Linked DNA regions of Sus scrofa: region 1 is linked to region 2. A link is a contact called in public HiChIP or PLAC-seq data. All regions are on one chromosome and are shown on one strand. Each heading gives the region's core, a stretch centred on a gene start, on an enhancer-like site or on the middle of the called end of the contact. The rest is flanking DNA. Distances are from core to core; before and after follow the strand shown.

Evidence for each region. HiChIP or PLAC-seq counts read pairs in DNA pulled down with a chosen protein or histone mark.
Region 1: an H3K27ac HiChIP or PLAC-seq map of skeletal muscle shows a contact between it and region 2. The contact joins two enhancer-like sites. A contact is called at or near these places in 3 of 47 Hi-C or Micro-C datasets (embryonic fibroblasts, heart right ventricle and skeletal muscle) and 2 of 2 datasets of contacts at active chromatin or transcription factors (alveolar macrophages and skeletal muscle).

Annotation. Positions count from the first base shown.
Region 1 is chr9:126,715,111-126,718,688 of Sscrofa11.1, forward strand. No RefSeq gene overlaps it. Among named protein-coding and RNA genes, the nearest start is that of HMCN1, 130 kb to the right of the region's middle. Within about 2 kb of position 1,776, at least 13 of the 83 cell types and tissues checked have an H3K27ac peak or open chromatin away from gene starts, as enhancers often do. A contact at or near this core is called in skeletal muscle, where this site is marked.
Region 2 is chr9:126,633,966-126,637,328 of Sscrofa11.1, forward strand. No RefSeq gene overlaps it. Among named protein-coding and RNA genes, the nearest start is that of IVNS1ABP, 160 kb to the left of the region's middle. Within about 2 kb of position 1,531, at least 15 of the 83 cell types and tissues checked have an H3K27ac peak or open chromatin away from gene starts, as enhancers often do. A contact at or near this core is called in skeletal muscle, where this site is marked.

The sequences.
Region 1 (3,578 bases), core at 526-3,025, 81 kb after region 2:
GATGGGAGAGAACGAAGCCATACGCTTCTCAGAGTATTGCGTAAAAACAGAAGTTATCTTGATCATATTAGTCTTCTCACCAGTTACTAAAAGCCCTCTTGATGTTTTGGCAGCTTTGAGTGAGGGTTCTTTCTGTCCTGTACCAAAGGAGACATACCTTTCTGTATATATTTGGATCAAAGCTCTAGTTCTCAAATCATGGCTAAGTGTTTCTCAAATCATGGCTAAGTGTTTCTCAAATCATGGCTAAGTGTTTCTCAAATCATGGATAAGTGTTTCAGGGGGTTCTGTGAACATTTGACTCAAATATTATCTCCATATTTACCTTAACCATTATATTATGAATCGTAAATAACATTAGCTGATGTAACAAAGTTCTAAAGTTTACTACTAGTTATTCCAAATCCAGTAAGAAGTTCCTGGTCTGCAGGTGGTGTCCTATGTGATTCTTGGGGGAGCCCAGGCTCCTTTAATCTTGGGGTCTTGTCCTCCTCTCTGGATCTTAGAAAACTTTTCCAGCCATCATACTGGGAGGCAAGTGTTGGAGGGTTGCCTGTGGCAAATTTGCCCATGTGGGGTTTGGGAGTGGTGTGGATCAGCTTTGCTCATGTTTCATTAGCTCAGTCTCAGACAAATGGCTGCAAAGAAGGCTGGCAAACATGGTTTGAGCTATGTACCCAGGAAGAAAAGCAATAATTTAAAAAAAAAAATCTTTTAACTCTTTGGAGACCACATCTTCTTAAAACATGGCCAATGTTAACTTGTTTTAGTAAAAACTTTGCAGTGAAACTTATTTTGTTCTGTTTAATGAAAGAACACCCCAACGCTGGAAAAAAAAAAGCTGTTACAAAAACATCTTCACCATCAGCAGCAATTTATCTGTGGGAATCAGTGTCATCACCCTCAAAAGTAGTTGCAAAGAAAATACAAAAAAAAAAAAATTAGGTTCTAAGACTGATGTATGGCTGCAAGTCATCTCTAAATTCTGATCTCATTTATCCAAAGAACTTCCTTGTTCTTGGTGACTAGCTTTATAGTGTTCCACAGAAATATGAACTTGTGAATTTATATCAATAAAATATTTCTCTCATCTATTCTAAATAGTTTGAGGTTATATATAAGATTTATCTTTTAAAAGGGTTCCTTTGCTTAGCAAATTAAAAGCAGTGATTTCTAGAGTCTCTTCCAGCTCTCCCATTGATGCTTTCTATTTTTATGTGCCATTGAGAGGAAGACTAATGCTTGATTGCATATAAATGGTTCAATGCAAAGTACTAAAGTTTTTTCCCTTAGTAGGAAAGTTAAGTTCCACTAGGGACACTTGCACAATGTGCTTCCCCAGCTTGTCTTATATCACCTGTTTCTAGAAAATCCCAGGGGCTTGAGATCTCCAGGGGTATTTACCAGCGAATCATATTTGAAATTTTCCAATTGAAAAATCCTTTTGCTAGTTCATAACCGCCCTCACCTCTCTGGCATTCTTTCTGTCCTTGGATTCCTTCTTGATTTGGCTTGAACCTCTGCTTTGGAACTTATTGGCTCTCCCACTGCCCCTTTAATGGAGTAGTACCCTGCCTTCCTCACTCAAAGGCTACCTTGGGTCTGAAATATACAGCCAGGCAACTTAGCCATAAATTAGATGTTGCTGAGGCCAAAGGTGCTGTGGCTTTTGTTTTCAGGGCTGCAGTTTGAGCGAAGGTCATAATTCCTGTTCTCATGACTGCTGGCAGCAGCAGCAGGGTTGCCAAGGGAGCAGCCACAGACCAGACTGTGATGGGAGAAAGGAACTCAGGTGACCTTGTGTGCCTGGCGTAGATGAAGCCATTTGGAGCTGGCAGAGGGCTTGCAGAGGGCCAGGCTTCTAGATCTACCATTGCCCTCTACTGGATTAGCCCAGGCATCTTAGATGCACAGTGGGGACTTCTGAAGAGCAGGGTGTTAGCCTTCCAGAACTGAGCTCTGAGGAAGTGGAGACCACACAACTTATTTCTAATTTGACCTGCATGCAATTAGCCAGTGACTCTGGTTTGCTTGATTTGACCTTTGCAAGAACTTGTCATGTCTGTAAGATCTGTTGGATATGGATTGTGCTTGATTTGTTACAGTTGCAACAGTGACCATTTGGGGTTTGAAAGCAAATGCATTTAGATCAGAGACAAGAGAAGCCAAAATGGTTTCAGGATCCTGAAAAAAGGTCATGACAACTCGGAAATGATGTTTTCATTCAGGGCTGACTGGATATGTCGAAAGAGACGCAGGAAAGTCCCTTAAAAAATTCCTTTAAAAATTACCATTGTTTATATTACCATTAGTCTTTAAAGTGCAGAGCAGGGTGGAGCTGGAACAGTGACACCCAGATGCCTATTTTCTTTAGCCACCAAGTGTGTCCTTTATGTCCCCTGCATCACTCCTTAGGCAAGCCTTTCCATTTCTCATCTTCCCTCCTGCTTATTTTAGTCTTTTTTTGACTCACCCTTATTTTATTTGTTATCCAACCCACTGCAAAGAATGACAAGCTCGAAATGCCACAGGAGGAGAAAAAAAAGTAAAGCTATGAAATATACATTTTACATACTCAGTGGAGAAAATATAGAAAATTCAGTTAAGGAATAAAAAGGAAAACTGAACCACCCAGTTTGTTTCTCTAGATCCATCCTTTTCCAAGTTGCCAGATACCTGGAGGCTGACCTGTATCCAAAGGCCCCCTTGCCTTCTGACTTCTCCTTGGGTTTTGCTGGTGTGGATCAAGTTAGGCTTTTTATTTCTTTTGCTTCCTCCCAGTGGGGTTGCTGCCAGCTGGCTACCCCTTGATTGAAGGGCACTGCTCCTATCAAGCAGCCCTCTCAGTAGAGTTTTTCTCTGCAGGTTCAGGAAACCACTCCCTCCACCCTTCCCAGCGTCTGCTAGTGTTGGCTGGTAATGGGGCCTACCCTGGGAACCTGTACCATTCTGCACCCATATCTTGCAAATGGTTCTTCATACACTGTCCTTAAATTACTTAGCATTTCATCCCTTTTCTGCTGAAACCCTGGGGAGTACAAGTGTAATTATTACCCAGAGATAAGTGCTGATAAGCATGTTGGTATTTTTCCTTAGCTGCCTTTATTTATGATCCTATGTATGGGCCACAGGCTTAGCATAAATCCTGTGTTTGCCTCTTTATATCTTTTCTTCCCCCTATAATTACTTTTGAGGGTGATCTGTTAAAAATCTTGCATACCCCAAATCATGATTTTTATTGGCTATCTTTTGTTCCACTGCATGAGAATAATTTGAATTTATTTTAGATTCAAGAGCAGTTTTATGTCCATTTTATTTTCATCCCCTCAAACTTAGTAATTCCTTCTTTCTTTTTCTTTTCTTTTCTCTCTCTCTCTCTCTCTCTCTCTCTCTTTTTTTTGGACCATGCCCATGGCATATGGAAATTCCCAGTCCAGGGACCAAACCTGTGCACAGCAGTGACTCAAGCCACTGCCATGATAACACTGAATCCTTAACCCACTGTGCCACAAGAGAACCCTAGATAACTCCTTATTTATTTTGTGTGTTCATTTCAGTTTCACTTTGCAAAATGGAAG
Region 2 (3,363 bases), core at 281-2,780:
AGTGGTTAATGAACCCAGCTAGCATCCATGAGGACGCGGGTTTGATCCCTGGCCTTGCTCAATGGGTTGGGGATCCGGCCTTGCTGTGGCTGTGGTGTAGGCCGGCAGCTACAGCTCTGGTTGGACCCCTAGCCTGGGAACCTCCATATGCCATGGGTGTGGCCCTAAAAAGACAAAAAAAAAAAAAAAAAAAAGAAAGAAAAAGAAAGAAACCAGCAAACGTAATGTCAGCACCCTTCTCAGTGCATCCTAACGTGTGATTCATGAGGCAGTATCCCATTAGCGGTCATATTTATTAAGAACACTTGGTTAGGATGGTATCTGCTGGGTTTTTCTTCTAAAAAGTTACTATTTTTCCCTTTGTTATTAATAAGTATCTTGGGGGAGATATTTTGAGACCTTGCAAATATCCTGTTTCCCTTCAAACTTCACCCACTAATATTAGCATCTATCTGTGGGTTCTGCCTATGGTAATTATTGCTGTGGTGTTCTAACAGTGACTTTCTATTTCCCTTGTTTCTTTTACTTTTATTAATTAGAATTTTTCTGTAAGGGAGAATTGTCTTTTCTCCTCAGTTTATTTATTTCTTTGTTTCGGTGTGGACTCATTTATTTTACTCTATGGGTTATAATCCAGTACTATTATTATTTGTTTTGTTGCTCAAAGAGTTCTGGCTCAGTACCATTGACTCATTTCTACACACCTCTGGCCTTATAAAGCAAAATTTATTTGGGTTTTTTCCTTCCTCTAGTTTTATTCTAAAAGTGTGTATGTTTCTATTGGGTATGTCGGATGAGATGGACATAGGGTTGGTAAAGTCTCATAGAAGCTAAAGTGTCCTGTTGGGTCTTGAGACCATCCAAGACTTCTTTAAGGTGGAAGAAGCCTTGGAGATAGGGAAAGTGAGTGCTTTGAGTCATATGGTTGTTGCTAATTTGTTTGCTGTGAGCAGGGTCCCAAGTGATGCTTTGATTGCAGCTATGGGCAACAGCATAACACATGTCATCTCAAAGATCCTGAAATTAATACCTGATAGAAGAGCTAGGAGTCCCAAGTTCTCACTTCCAACCCAGTACTATTTCTGTGTTCTTGAGTGAGCTTGCAGCTGACTATGGCACTTCTGAGGATATACCATCTGGTGGTCTCAGCTCTGTGGATTTTGAAACACAAGGAAAGATGGAAAGAGAGGTAGCTTCCTGGGGGTGTGTAAACTTTACTAAAGTGATCGTTTTCATTGGGGAGAGGAGTGATACTTCCAATTAAGGAGTGCTTTGTGCCTTGGATAAAATGGGTGTTTGTGTCAAGGGCCATGGTGTTGGATCACCTTCTCACCACTTGCTTAGCTCTCACTCAGCTGCCTTCTTGTTGTCACCTGATACAACTGGCTGAATAGCTTCTAATCCCTGTGTTCTTGTCCATGACTAACCAGCACGTCTCTTGCTGGATTAGTCTTCAGGGATCACAGGACAGCTTGGCTTCTTCCTCCCTCCAGCAATGTACTGCTAATGCCAGCTCTGGGGAACTTGGTGTAATGCAATACAGATACTTGGAATCGCTGACTCACTTCACAGTGATGTCTATGCCTGTGAATGAGAGGGAGCGGCATGGAAGCAAAACTGTCTTTAAGGATATTACTAGACGTTTTAGACGCTCCAGTCTTTGCTGCATTTGTGTTAAATGTTTTGCCAAGTCACAAATCCAAGTTAAGAAGAATTTTCTGATACCAAGGATTGAGATAAGTAAATGAGATATTCGCCATGAGATCATTTTGGTGAGAGTGGTTTAGATCAAATTAATAGCCCTTGAATCATTTCTTGCTATGCATGTGGATTCTTTTCTTCAGTATTTTCTGTTTCATTTTTTTTTTCTTTTTTTGTCTTTTTGCCATTTCTTGGGCTGCTTCCACGGCATATGGAGGTTTCCAGGCTAGGGGTCGAATCGGAGCTGTAGCCATTGGCCTATGCCAGAGCCACAGCAACGTGGAAATCCAAGCCGTGTCTGTGACCTACACCACAGCTCACGGCAATGCCGGATCCTTAACCCACTGAGCAAGGGCAGGGACCGAACCCGCAACCTCATGGTTCCTAGTCGGATTCGTTAACCACTGTGCCACGACGGGAACTCCTAACTATTCAGTTTTAGATGGATATGCTGCTCATTTGATCCAGTTTAGACCCTATTTCATAACTAAATGTGCAAGGCTGAAGGGAGCTCTGAGGCCCATGGTGGGCAGAGAACATGCAGTGCTGGAGAGGTGAGCGGCTCGACTCCCTTATTGCCAGCTGATTGTCTTTGATTCCTCTTTTTCTATAAAGAAGACTCCTACACATAAATCCCTATTGTCTAGAAAGCTTTATTCTTTCAAATGTATTTATTAATCTTGTTCCTATCTGCCAGGTGTTGTGCCAGTATAGCTGGGAATACACTCATGAACAAGGTGGCCTTGATCTCGTGGAACTTAAGATCTCCAGCAGCACAGCCCAATGGAAATATAATGTGTGCACATGTGACTTAACACTTTCTAGTAGCTACATTTCAAAAGGTAGAAATGGAGTTCCTATTGTGGCTCAGCAGGTTAAGGACCCAGTGAGTATGTGGTTTCAATTGCTGGCCTTGCTCCGTGGGTGAAAGATCTGGAGTTGCCACAAACTGTGGCATAGGTTGCAATAGCTGCTCCGACCCCATGTTGCTGTGGCTATGGCATAGGCCCCAGCTACAGATCTGATTTGACCCCTGGCCCAGGAACTTCCTTATGCCACAGATACAGCCCTAAAAAGAAAAAAAAAAAAAAGGTAAAAAGAAGCAAGCAGATGAAATAAATTTTATTTCTATATTTCACTTTACTCAATATATCTATCATCATGCCAACATATAACCAACATAAAAGTTATTAATGCGATAGTTTACATTTCTTAATTGTACTAAGTCTTCAAAATTTGCTACATATTTTATACTTACAGCACATCTCAGTTTGGACCAGCCACATGTTAAATGCTCAACATCCTCCCAGGGCTCGTGCCTACTGGACTGGGCAATGCAGCTTTACCAACACGTGATGCCTAATCACCCAGAAGAAATCTAGCTTTAGAAAAAAGATAAAGATGATTGTAAGATGTTGACTTTCTGGTGCAAAAAAATGCAGATGTGGGATGGGACAATGGGCGAAAGGAAGGACTGGAGGTTTATTTAGCCTTTAGAGTTGGTGGAGCTGGCAAGTTACATCTTTTGTCAAAGTCTAACGGCTGGACTTCTTTTCTGGGGCCACTTGAGGTTTATTTAGCCTTTAGAGCTGGTGGAGCTGGCAAGTTACATCTTTTGTCAAAGTCTAATGGCTGGACTTCTTTTCTGGGGCCACTTGAGGT